Linked DNA regions of Ovis aries: region 2 is linked to region 1. A link is a contact called in public Hi-C data. All regions are on one chromosome and are shown on one strand. The core of a region is the stretch at or near the end of the contact, and the rest is flanking DNA. Distances in the headings are between cores, read along the strand shown. Region 1 has its middle 40 kb from the start of MEF2D. Region 2 holds the start of NAXE (NAD(P)HX epimerase).

Evidence for each region. A called contact is a pair of places that touch in the nucleus more often than the background predicts.
Region 2: a contact with region 1 is called in a Hi-C map of liver, with 3 times the contacts expected there. The contact joins the promoter of NAXE here to the enhancer-like site in region 1. A contact is called at or near these places in 4 of 16 Hi-C or Micro-C datasets (hypothalamus, liver, muscle and 1 more).

The regions. Positions count from the first base shown.
Region 1 is chr1:106,430,661-106,437,071 of ARS-UI_Ramb_v3.0, forward strand. No RefSeq gene overlaps it. Among named protein-coding and RNA genes, the nearest start is that of MEF2D, 40 kb to the right of the region's middle. Within about 2 kb of position 2,856, at least 49 of the 54 cell types and tissues checked have an H3K27ac peak or open chromatin away from gene starts, as enhancers often do. A contact at or near this core is called in hypothalamus, liver, muscle and 1 more, where this site is marked.
Region 2 is chr1:106,556,032-106,562,537 of ARS-UI_Ramb_v3.0, forward strand. NAXE (NAD(P)HX epimerase) reads left to right here and starts at 2,965. Exons shown (of 8, transcript XR_006061152.1): 1 at 2,965-3,171; 2 at 3,306-3,414; 3 at 3,564-3,674; 4 at 3,753-3,866; 5 at 4,630-4,777; 6 at 5,099-5,307. LOC101105704 (G patch domain-containing protein 4) reads right to left here. Exons shown (of 8, transcript XM_004002622.6): 8 at 5,736-6,506. The coding sequence ends at 6,180.

The DNA.
Region 1 (6,411 bases), core at 1,606-4,105:
AAACTCTTTCCAAGGTAACTACTAACAAATTTTGTGATCATACCTCTGCTTTTTAAAACATGTGTGTATACCCAAACAATATATTGCTTAATTTTCCTTGGTTTTGAAATTTATGAAAATTGTTTCAAATATTTGGAATATTTGATAATAATAAATCTGGGATTTATTATTCAATAGTAGGTTCTTACTTCAGTTTAGTTCAGTTCAGTCACTCAGTCGTGTCCGACTTTTTGCGACCCCATGAATCGCAGCAAGTCAGGCCTCCCTGTTCATCACCAACTCCCGGAAACTGAAACTCATGTTCACCCAAACTCATGTCCATCGAGTCGGTGATGCCATCCAGCCATCTCATCCTCTGTTGTCCCCTTCTTCTCCTGCCCCCAATCCCTCCCAGCATCAAGGTCTTTTCCAGTGAGTCAACTCTTCATATCAGGTGGCCAAAGTATTGGAGTTTCAGCCTCAGCATCAGTCCTTCCAATGAACACCCAGGACTGATCTCCTTTAGGATGGACTGGTTGGATCTCCTTGCAGTCCAAGGGACTCTCAAGAGTCTTCTCCAACACCACAGTTCAAAAGCTTCAATTCTTTGGAGTTCACCTTTCTTCACAGTCCAACTCTCACATCCATACATGACCACTGGAAAAACCATAGCCTTCACTAGAGGGACCTTTGTTGGCAAAGTAATATCTCTGCTTTTTAATATGCTATCTAGGTTGGTCATAACTTTCCTTCCAAGGAGTAAGTGTCTTTTAATTTCATGGCTGCAAGCACCATCTGCAGTGATTTTGGAGCCCCCTCAAAATAAAGTCTGACACTGTTTCCACTGTTTCCCCATCTATCTGCCATGAAGTGATGGGACCAGATGCCATGAGCTTAGTTTTCTGAATGTTGAGCTTTAAGCGAACTTTTTCACTCTCCTCTTATCAAGAGGCTTTTTAGTTCCTCTACACTTTCTGCCATAAGGGTGGTGTCATCTGTTATTGCTATTTCTCCCAGCAATCTTGATTCCAGCTTGTGCTTCTTCCAGCCCAGCATTTCTCATGATGTACTCTGCATATAAGTTAAACAAGCAGGGTGACAATATACAGCCTTGACGTACTCCTTTTCCTATTTGGAACCAGTCCGTTGTTCCACATTCGGTTCTAACTGTTGCTTCCTGACCTGCATACAGGTTTCTCAAGAGGCAGGTCAGGTGGTCTGGTATTCCCATCTCTTTCAGAATTTTTCACAGTTTGTTGTAATCCACCAAAGGCTTTGGTATAGTCAATAAAGCAGAAATAGATGTTTTTCTGGAACTCTCTTGCTTTTTCAATGATCCAATGAATGTTGGCAATTTGATCTCTGGTTCCTCTGCCTTTTCTAAATCCAGCTTGGACATCTGGAAGTTCATGGTTCACGTACTGTTGAAGCCTGGCTTGGAGAATTTTGAGCATTACTTCGCTAGCATGTGAAATGAGTGCAGTTGTGCAGTAGTTTGAACGTCCTTTGGCACTGTCTTTCTTTGGGATCGGAATGAAACCTGACCTTTTCCAGTCCTTTGGCCACTGCTGAGTTTTCCAAACTTGCTGGCATATTGAGTGCAACACTTTCACAGCATCATCTTTCAGGATTTGAAATAGCTCAACTGGAATTCTGTCACCTCCACTAGCTCTGTTCATAGTGATGCTTCCTAAGGCCCACTTGACTTCACATTCCAGGATGTCTGGCTCTAGGTGGGTGATCACACCATCGTGATTATCTGGGTCATGAAGATCTTTTCTGTAGAGTTCTTCTGTGTATTCTTGCCACCTCACCTTAATATCTTCTGCTTCTGTTAGGTCCATACAATTTCTGTCCTTTATCGAGCCCATCTTTGCATGAAATGTTCCCTTGGTATCACTAATTTTCTTGAAGAGATCTCTAGTCTTTCCCATTCTGTTGTTTTCCTCTATTTCTTTGCATTGATCACTGACGAAGGCTTTCTTATCTCTCCTTGCTATTCTTTGGAACTCTGCATTCAAATGGAATATCTTTCCTGTTCTCCTTTGCTTTTCGCTTCTCTTCACAGTTCTTAAGATTTAGTCAATTATACATACTTCTAATTATACATACTTTGAAGCTTCATCTCCTTGACGCAGCCTCATCTTTCCCACTCTGAATGCCTCTAGTAGTCACTATCTATGGATTGAAATTGTACCATCACTTTTCCTATATCTTAAGTGGCATCACCTCAACTAGACATAAATTCCTTGGAGAGCAGGGAGGTGACTTATCATGGTAGGAGAGTACTGTATGGGTGAGTCTGGGTTTCAGTCCCAGTGTCACCCTCATAAGGCAGTGTCCTCGGCCTCATCCCTTCGCCTTCTTGAGCCTCCACTTCTTTGTTTAAGCTACCTGCAGGGGGGTTTGTGTGTGTTTGTTTTGTGAGGAACTCCTGAGACAGTGGAAACAACGCTCTTGGTCAAATTAATATTGGCATCACTGTTGGCCCCCAGTTTCCAGAAGGGCCTCTACAAACAGGGCTTCCTGGCTGTTTGGGGACGGCCGTGTCATCCCCGAGGGCTGGGACCAGGATTCTTCCTTTCTGCGGGATCCTCCAGGCAGTGCCAGATCTGGCCGAACTGCAGTCGGAGGCTAAACATCCGGGAAAACGGCCAGAGGGCGCTCCCTTCCCCTCGAATTGGGCAAGACGACAGGCAGTTAAACTCACGCCTGCGCATCTCTTCGAGGTTCTGGTGAGACCCAGCCAAAATTGGTTCGCTCCGCTTGGGGTTTTTTCCTTACAGGGGCTGAATCTCCTGTGTACGCATGCGTCTTGTCTAGGCTGCGGTTGGCTTACGGCCCCATCCGTCATTGGACGAGCCAATGGAGTGAGCCTCAAAACCCACTTCCCGCCCTTCGGTGGAGGCGGGGCTTAGGAGTGGATGAGAGTCTTTGTCCGCACCCATGCCTGTGTTTGTACAAACTGTTTGAGTGTCTGGGCCCGGGCAGCAAACTTGGGTCACCCGCTGCCAAACGACTGCCTTGGCGTGGGTGAATGAGGGAGTCGGTGTAATGGGAGACAGGGACAGCGCAGCTTCCGGCAGCACCCGAGGGGTAGTTGCTAGTCACTCATTTGTTGAGCACCCACTGTATGCCAGACGCTGCCCGAGGCCCTTTGGAACGGCGATCGCTGCCTCCATGGGAACTTACAGCCCAGTGGGACAGGTTAAACAAGTGCCTTTATTGCTTCGCTCCTCCCTTCTTCACCTTCCCCTTAGATGGAGATTCTCCTCTTCCCGAATCCCGAATCACTTCATAGTCCCACCCAGCACTGGCTGGCAGCGCAGGGATTGGGCATCTAGGCACCGGGGCCAGCCTCCGCTCCAAGCTGAGGGCGGTGAGGACTGGCGCCGCGGTCACGTGATGGCGGGGGTTTGGCGGGCGCGTGACCGCCCTATAGGCGGAGTCCTTCCCCTTCCTCTTCCCTTTTGGGTCCTCGGCGTCGTCACCAGCTTTTATTGGGCACGTGGCGGCTGATGCGCAGTAAATGGGAGTGACTCTGCAGCCACGCTGCGAAGGCGGGGACCTCACTTTACGAGAGGCCAAACTGCCCGAGTGAGGCCAAGGAGCTGTAAACACGTGGAAACGAGTACAAAGCAAAGAGGGCGGGGGTAAATGCAAATCAGTCCAACTGGAAGCCGTATAAAGCCTGGGCTCAAGAGAATTATACCTGGGAACTGCGTGAGGCGCTGTGGAAAGAGCTTGAGAGCCGGGTTTTATGTGTGTGTGTGTGTGTGTGTGTGTTTTTAACTTTTGGGCCTAGGGCTTACCAGCTGTGAAATAGAGCAGGGACTGGATGTGCCCCTTAGACTGGCAGTGACACCGAATGATTTTAAGTTTGGAATCAGAAACAAGCAATCTCTATGGGCTTGGTAGGAACCGCTTCAGAGCCTGGGGTGGGGTCGCCTTACCTCCCTTTCACATCCGCTTGCTGTTCCTGAAACAAGTTTCCACAATCACAAGGCTGGAAAAGTTACTCAGCCCATGGGATTGAGGGGTGAGTCACAAGAACATGAGCTACAGGGAACTGCTTGGCCTCCTTGGCTGGAACAGATACCACCCTTTGCTTCCCACCTCCCAATAGTCACCTCTTTGTGGGTAGGAGCCCACTGGGTTCTCATTCTAAAGTGGAGTGATAACTAGAAGAAACGAATCTACATTCCTCGGCCCCACTGGGTCTGGTGCTGGAAAGCAGAGAAGCTGCAGAAAGTCGCCACGCCCTTTAGGGGGGAAAAAAATCCTTTGTAGTTAGTAGCACTACAGTTTATGAAGTGCACTTTCACACGCATTATCTCATGTTAGTCTGACTGAACACATACTCTGCGCCAGGCACTGAGCCAGACAGAAAAATGGGTGAGGCAATGAATTTTAAAGAGGAGCTTTCAGTCCAGTTGTTGAGAGAAAATAGAAACTACTACCTACAGTTTCAGGTAGAACGTGGTAGAAGCTCTAAAGAAGGGGCAGATTCCTAAGACAATTCATAAGACAAGGATATCACAGCCAGCTGGGTAGGATGGGGGAAACCAGCAAAAGGTTAATGGAGGGAAAATTGTAGGAGTAAAAGCTTGAATGATAGGAAAGTTTTAAAAGAAATAAGGATGTAGAGCAGGATTGTTTTGTGTTTTTCCTCCACAGAAACTCTTCTTACCCAAGTAAGCTCATGTATTTCCGTGTCTTTACAGGTGGCAGTAATAAACATAACAGTGAAAGAGCACTTATTATGGATCAGAAATGGGTCTTAAGTGATTGATACGTAATATTAAATCTCACAGCAACCCATTTTACACATGAAGTGACTTGAGTCATGAAGAGGTTAAGGTACTCTTTAGGCTCCTGTCTCACAAGGCTTCTTTTGCCTCTGGCCTAGCCCTTGTCCTGAGCTCTGACTTCATCCATCCGGGTAGTTCCTTCTGAATATCCACTAGGTAGCTAGTAAAGAAGTGTCATCTTCCCTTATCAAAAGAAAACCAGTGACCTCTAGGGTTGCACTGGGTCTGCCACACCCTGGGCAGTTACCCCTGGGCAGTAAAACACTCCTCCCTAACTTCGATGCCCCAAAGAATATGCCAGTGAGCTTTCTCTTGTTCAAGGGTAGCAGAAGTGAGTCAAGGGACTTCCCTGATGGTCCAGTGGTTAAGACTCCACACTTCCACAGCAGGGGGCATGGGTTCAATCTCTGGTCAGGGAACTAAGATCCTGATGTGATATGGACAAAAAAAGAGACTAGTAAGTCAAGCAGGCCTTTAGTGAAGTCAGGAGATCACAGATAGGCAATACATTTCTGGTTCACCTGATCCATACAATGCAAACCCGTACGCTGCTTGAGGCCCTGTATGAATCTCTCCTTGCCCTGCCCTCCAGTCTTCCGTGGTCCTTGGAGTTCCCATGTCCCAAGGACAGCTTCATGGGTGACCAACACTATGAAGAGCTTCCCTCTTCATTACTGTCAGAGGGAGCTGGTACTGCCAGGAAGGTTTCTAAAATGCAAATCTGATTAAGTCCCTCCTCTACTTAAAATCCTTTGACCAAATATCTCCAGAATAAAATCCAAATTATGGCAATCAAGGCCCTTCAAAACAAGGTTTCCGCCTCCCTCTTCAGCTTTATCTGCCTTGGCCCATACCACATCATCTGATTTCCTGAATGCACCATTCTCCCTCCATAACTTACATGCTTTCCTGCAGCTGGGAATGCCTTCCCTGCCCTCATTTGTACGTGTCTTCAAAATCCAGTTCAAATACCTCCCGTAGGAAGCCTCCTCTGATGCCACAGCCCAGTTACATCCTTCCTCTATGCCATTTAGCACAGCCTGCTGACTCAGGTGTTAGTGGTTCACTTGTCCCTTGTCCCCACTAAACTGTGAGTTGAGAGGCAGGAGCACCTAACAAAGAGTTTCGCACTGAGCAGGTCCTTAATAAATGTTTGCTGCATTTCAGACAAAGGATAGCATGAGGGAAGACGCAAAAGGGTCTGTCAAAGAATGGACTGCGCTGCCTGGTTGGCCTAGAGTCCAAGGGATGTATGTGCAGTGGAGATGCATGGACTGACTCTGGAAAAGAGGTTGTGTCAGTTCTTTGAAGGCCCTGGGAGCCCTGCCCAGGAGTTTGGACTTATCTGGTGGGCAGTGGAGAACCATGAGACGCTGGATGATTGGTGTTGTGCCAAAGTTGGTAGGATGGGTTGACGAAGATGAAGGCTGGGGCTAGAGAAGACAGGCAGCTGTTAGCTCTATATTCCAGTCTATGACAGTCCCTTGGGCAGATTACTCAAGGCCACACAGCTGGTAAGCGGCTGAACTAGTTCTGGACTGTGCCACATCCAGAGGTCTTCGTACCACCACACCATGGCAAGTATGCAGTAGATGGGGCTTCAAGGTTGTCCCAGTGTGAA
Region 2 (6,506 bases), core at 1,715-4,214, 130 kb after region 1:
CCCCTCGCTGTGAATAAGGAAAAAAACCCTGGCAGCAAGGAAGACTCAGCACAGCTGATATAAATAAATAATTTTTTTCTTTTAAAGTAGGAGGGGTTTTTGCTTTTCTCAGTGAACTAGCCAGGAATGGAATTTGTTACAGAAACAGAATAAACTAGCATAAAAACATCCCCCTCAATCCTGTTGTTGTTTAGTCGCTAAGTCGTGTCTGACTCTTTATACCCCATGGACTGTGGCCTGCCAGGCTCCTTTCAAGAATACTGGATACAAGAATACTGGAGTAGGTTGCCATTTCCTTCTCCAGGGGATCTTCCCCCACCCAGGGATCTAATTCGCCTCTCTTACTTCTCCTGCATTGGCAGGCGGTTCTTTACCTGGGAAGGCAGGTAAGCAGAGATAAGCGAGGTAATTTAGTGGGGAGAGGGGTCCCAAGTTATATGAAACGCTTCAGTTCAGTTCAGTCACTCAGTCGTGCCGACTCTTTGTGACCCCATGAATCGCAGCACGCCAGGCCTCCCTGTCCATCACCAACTCCCTGAGTTCACTCAGACTCACGTCCATCGAGTCCGTGATGCCATCCAGCCATCTCATCCTCTGTCGTCCCCTTCTCCTCCTGCCCCCAATCCCTCCCAGCATCAGAGTTTTTCCAATGAGGCAACCCTTCACATGAGGTGGCCAAAGTACTGGAGTTTCAGCTTCAGCATCATTCCCTCCAAAGAAATCCCAGGACTGATCTCCTTCAGAATGGACTGGTTGGATCTCCTTGCAGTCCAAGGGACTCTCAAGAATCTTTTCCAACACCACAGTTCAAAAGCATCAATTCTTCAGCACTCAGCTTTCTTCATAGTCCAACTCTCACATCCATACATGACTACTGGAAAAACCATAGCCTTGACTAGATGGACCTTTGTTGGCAGAGTAATGTCTCTGCTTTTCAATATGCTATCTAGGTTGGTCATAACTTTTCTTCCAAGGAGTAAGCGTCTTTTAATTTCATGGCTGCAGTCACCATCTGCAGTGATTTTTGGAGCCCCCCAAAATAAAGTCTGACACCGTTTCCACTGTCTCCCCATCTATTTCCCATGAAGTGATGGGATCGGATGCCATGATCTTCATTTTCTGAATGTTGAGCTTTAAGCTCAATTTTTTCACTCTCTTCTTTCACTTTCATCAAGAGGGTTTTTAGTTCCTCTTCATTTTCTGCCATAAGGGTGGTATCATCTGCATATCTGAGGTTATTGATATTTCTCCCGGGAATCTCATGTCCAGCTTGTGCTTCTTCCAGCCCAGCATTTCTCATGATGTACTCTGCATAGAAGTTAAATAAGCAGGGTGACAATATACCGCCTTGACATACTCCTTTTCCTATCTGGAACCAGTCTGTTGTTCCATGTCCAGTTCTAACTGTTGCTTCCTGACCTGCACACAGGTTTCTCAAGAGGCAGGTCAGGTGGTCTGGTATTCCCATCTCTTTCAGAAGTTTCCACAGTTGATTGTGATCCACACAGTCAAAGGCTTTGGCATAGTCAATAAGGCAGAAATAGATGTTTTTCTGGAACTCTCTTGCTTTTTCCATGATCCAGCAGATGTTGGCAATTTGATCTCTGGTTCCTTTGCCTTTTCTAAAACCAGCTTGAACATCTGGAAGTTCATGGTTCATGTATTGTTGAAGCCTGGCTTGGAGAATTTTGAGCATTACTTTACTAGCGTGTGAGATGAGTGCAATTGTGTGGTAGTTTGAGCATTCTGTGGCATTGCCTTTCTTTGGGATTGGAATGAAAACTGACCTTTTCCAGTCCTGTGGCCACTGCTGAGTTTTCCAAATTTGCTGGCATATTGAGTGCAGCACTTTCACAGCATCATCTTTCAGGATTTGAAATAGCTCTACTGGCACTAGCTTTGCTCATAGTGATGTTTTCTAAGGCCCACTTGACTTCACATTCCAGAATGTCTGGCTCTAGGTGAGTGATCGTGATTATCTTGGTCATGAAGATCTTTTTTGTACAGTTCTTCTGGGTATTCTTGCCACCTCTTCTTAATATCTTCTGCTTGTTAGGTCCATACCATTTCTGTCCTTTATCGAGCCCATCTTTGCATGAAATGTTCCCTTGGTATCTCTAATTTTCTTGAAGAGATCTCTAGTCTTTCCCATTCTGTTGTTTTCCTCTATTTCTTTGCACTGATCGCTGAGGAAGGCTTTCTTTTCTCTTCTTGCTATTCTTTGGAACTCTGCATTCAGATGCTTATATCTTTCCTTTTTCTCCTTTGCTTTTTGCTTCTCTTCTTTTCACAGCTATTTGTAAGGCCTCTTGAGACAGCCATTTTGCTTTTTTGCATTTCTTTTCCATGGAGGTGGTCTTGATCCCTGTCTCCTGTACAATGTCACGAACCTCCATCCATAGTTCATCAGGCACTCTATCAGATCTAGTCCCTTAAATCTATTTCTCACTTCCACTGTATAATCATAACGTTAATAAGAACATTAACTTATTGAGCCCTATGTGCCTGACGCTGTCTACGGCTTTGCATGGACTACAACCCCATATGTACTCGTATCCCATTTTATAGACAGGCAACAAATCTGGAAAGCCAAGTTCACTCACTAAGTGGTAGGGCAGGAACCCGGGTTAACTGCTGTGCTATACAGCTTAGCAGTAACAGAACTGCTACACAAAAGCATGAAGAAATGAAGAGTTATTATCGACGGGCGCTTGGGAGCAAAGCACTTCAGGTCATTTGCGAGGCAATATGAAAATGCTCCGGCGATGGGCTGGGATCCAGACTGTAAGACAAGACGCCCTGACGGAGGCGGGGCCGCGGTGGGAAGGCACCCGGGCGTTGGTGCGCACGGTAACAAGAGGAGAAGCGGCGGAGTTGCCAGTCCTAGGACCGCTTCCGGCCAGGGTGCGTGCGGGCCCGGCCCCTGGGGGCAGGGCTAAGTGCTGCGCATGCGCCGGGCGGGCCAGCGTGCTCCCTCCCGGCTAGCTGGATGTCCGGTTTGCGGGCGCTTCTGGGGCTCGGGCTGCTGGTTGCAGGCTCGCGCCTGTCACGCGTCAGAGTCCAGGCCGGCTCCTGTCGCGCAGGACCCACCTGGTGGGTGCCGCAGCGGCTGATCTCGGGTGGCCGCGGGGACTCAGAAGTCATGGCGAGTTCAGCAGTGAAATACCTGAGGTAGGCGAGGTTCTGAGCGGGCAAGCGGGGCGTAGGACTTGGGTGGAACCCAAGGGGGCGGGACCTGGGGCGGCCGCGCCGCCCGCGCGAGGGAACACCTGAGGGGTGGGGACTCAGGCCGTGGGTTTCCTCAGCCAGGAGGAGGCGCAAGCCGTGGACCAGGAGCTGTTTAATGAGTACCAGTTCAGCGTGGACCAACTTATGGAGCTGGCCGGTCTGAGCTGTGCCACAGCCATTGCCAAGGTCAGTGGCACAACGCTCGACCTTTGGGGCAAGCCGTTGTACAAGCCCCCCTGGCCTAGGCACAACGAAGTGAGGGGAGGGACGGCCAGGCCAAGCCTGGTCTGTCACTGCCCAAAGCCCCTCTGAATCCCCTTTGACTCTGCCTTCAGGCATATCCCCCCACGTCCTTGTCCAGGAGCCCCCCTACCGTCCTGGTCATCTGTGGCCCTGGGAATAACGGAGGAGATGGCCTGGTCTGTGCTCGACACCTCAAACTCTTTGTGAGTATGCAGGGAAGGGCTGTGGGGGAGTGGTTTCCAAGACCTGGGCTTGAATTACCCACCTTCCTTTCCCCGTAGGGCTACCAGCCAACCATCTATTACCCTAAAAGGCCTAACAAGCCACTTTTCACCGCACTGGTTACGCAGTGCCAGAAAATGGACATCCCCTTCCTTGGTGAAATGCCCTCAGAGGTAGGTGGCTCCTGTTCACGGCCCTCCTCAGTAACTGCTGCCTGCATCCTGCTCTTCACTCACCTTTCCAGGCTGAGCTCACTCACGACTCTCCCTCTCTAGATTAACTGTTAGAGGGCAGGGAGAGTGCCTGACACAGGTGCCTAAAGCATGCTACCTGAATGGAATTGGTGTCATAGGGTGTGCTCCATTTATGAGTTGCCAGCACCCCCTTCTCTATAGCTTTATTTCCCCTTAATCTCCCCTGGTCACTCTTTCCACGCTGTAGCCAATTCCTCTTCGTCTAGCATGCGGTAAACACATTATGTGCCCCTCTTGGGAACTGAAGTGACTACCTTATCCTAAACCCTTTCTTCAGATGATGGGTTTAGGAGTGGGTAACTTGAGAACGTTTTAAAATTCCTTAGCACGTGTTACGGATGAAGAGACTGAGATGCAAAAGAAGGTAAGTGATTTGTCCAAAGTCACATATCAGTTCACGGCAGAGGCAAGGCCAAAGCCTGCCCCTCCTGACTCCAGGTCTCGGGCTGTGCTACACTGTAGCCTCTCCAGTGGTTGGCAGACACTCAGAGCGGAAGATGTGACTGGACTCAGCTTGGCCTCAATCAGTGACTTGCACTGAACTCTAGGCCTCAGAATGCCATTTGAATGAGATTAAATTTCTCCCTGTGCCTATGGCCCTTGGGTACAGAGGACAGCCCTTTTCTGTTAAGGGTTCTTTGTGAAGCTGCTAGCTCTGACATCTTCTCCTTCTCTACTACAGCCGATGCTGATTGATGAACTGTATGAGCTGGTGGTGGATGCCATCTTTGGCTTCAGCTTCACGGGTGAGGTTCGGGAGCCATTCCGCAGCATCCTGAGCGTCCTGAATGGACTCACTGTGCCCATTGCCAGCATCGACATTCCCTCAGGTGCGGGTCCAAGGAGGTTGGGGGGATCAGGGCCCTGCCCTGTCTTGAGGTAGGTACCTAGGAGTTCTTGTTCCTGATTCAAGGTTCAGAGTCTAGAGGTGAAGAAAGAGCCAAAGTAGGGCTGAGGAACAGAGTTTAGGAATGCCCTTTACATGTTGACTGTGAGACCAGAGCCCAGGAGTGTGTGCAGCTCCAAGGACGTGATTTCCTCAGGTGGGGACCCAGGGGGCTTCCCACTCCTTTAAGATTAGAGCAGAGCAAGGTGTGGAAGGGGACTGGACATCTTGGTCCCTTCTGCTCTGACTACCACCTTCTTTTCAGGATGGGACGTGGAGAAGGGAAGCTCTGGAGGAATCCAGCCAGACTTGCTCATCTCCCTGACAGCACCCAAAAAGTCTGCAACCCAGTTTACTGGTCGTTACCATTACCTGGGGGGTCGCTTCGTGCCACCTGCTCTGGAAAAGAAGTACCAGCTGAACCTACCACCCTACCCTGACACCGAGTGTGTCTATCGTCTGCAGTGAGAGAAGGTGGGGGGCATTCTTTTCAATAAAGACTTAGTGTCTCTCTCCCAGAACTGTGGAGTCCTGGGAGCTCTTCTGACAATAATGGTTAAGAGATGGTATAGCCAGAGAACAACACTGGAGAGGTGGTGCGCTCTGTGGGAACAGTATGCAAGAGAGGTTTCTATGGCATTTGGGGGCAATGACAGTTGACTTTCAGATGCTGAAAAAGGCTCCCAGGCGAGGTGTGCGTCCTTTACACGCACACAGTTATTAGGGATGCAGACAGGGAGCTGGGTGAGGTTCTCTGAACTCTCTCCTTTCACTTAACAGCATAGCAAGACTACCAGATGTTAACAGAAGGAACTTCTTCAGAGGCCTCTAAGGGAACTAATTTGTATTCAGGACCTTCCCGGGCTGAGAATGGAGATGACAGTCACAACTTATCTACAGACTAGAAGACCAAGCTGATGTTTATTCAATTTGGTATAATTAGAAACTGGCAATCTATGGGCTGAATTTGCATGTTTTTCTTAGCCTTCAAAATAAAAAATCAGTATGTTCCCATAGATCCACATTTTCAGCTTCTTTAGCCAAGATGTCTCTTCAGATGTCTGCATTCCCACTGCCACAGCTCCCCGCATCCTGGTCCCTTAGCTGCCTGGCCCCTGCAGGTGCCTGAGTTCACCATCTCTGGGTTAGATTCTGTAAGGGGGACTTGCCTCTCTGTCGACTCAGACACGGCACTACCACTCTCCTCTCAGCGGACTGCTGTTCCACGGCTGTTTCCTCCTCGGGAGGGACTCCTCACTGAGAGGGTGCCTAAGACCTGCGTCAGCTCAGGCCCGAGGCCTCAGCTCCTGGAGGGGCGTCAGTTGGGCCCCGCCGTGGCCTGGCCTTCAGTCTCTCTTCTTCCGTTTCTTCTTCTTCTTTGCTTTCTGGGCAGTGTTGACGCCAGGTCCATCCAAGACTTCCTCCTCCTGATGCTGCCGTCTTTTCCTCTTGCTTCTCCCCCTTTTCTGATCACTGCACGATGTGCTTTCTGCTTCTCTGGTCCCACTATCTACGAGAGCCTCTTCAACTTCTTCATCCTCTGTGTTCAAGTCTTCTTCCTCATGCTGCCGCCTCTTCTTGCTTCTGCCACGTGGGTGAGTGTATACTCTCCTCTCCACTTCCTCTGTCCCGACTCCACTGACAGCCACCTTGCCTCCCTCATTATCTAAGAC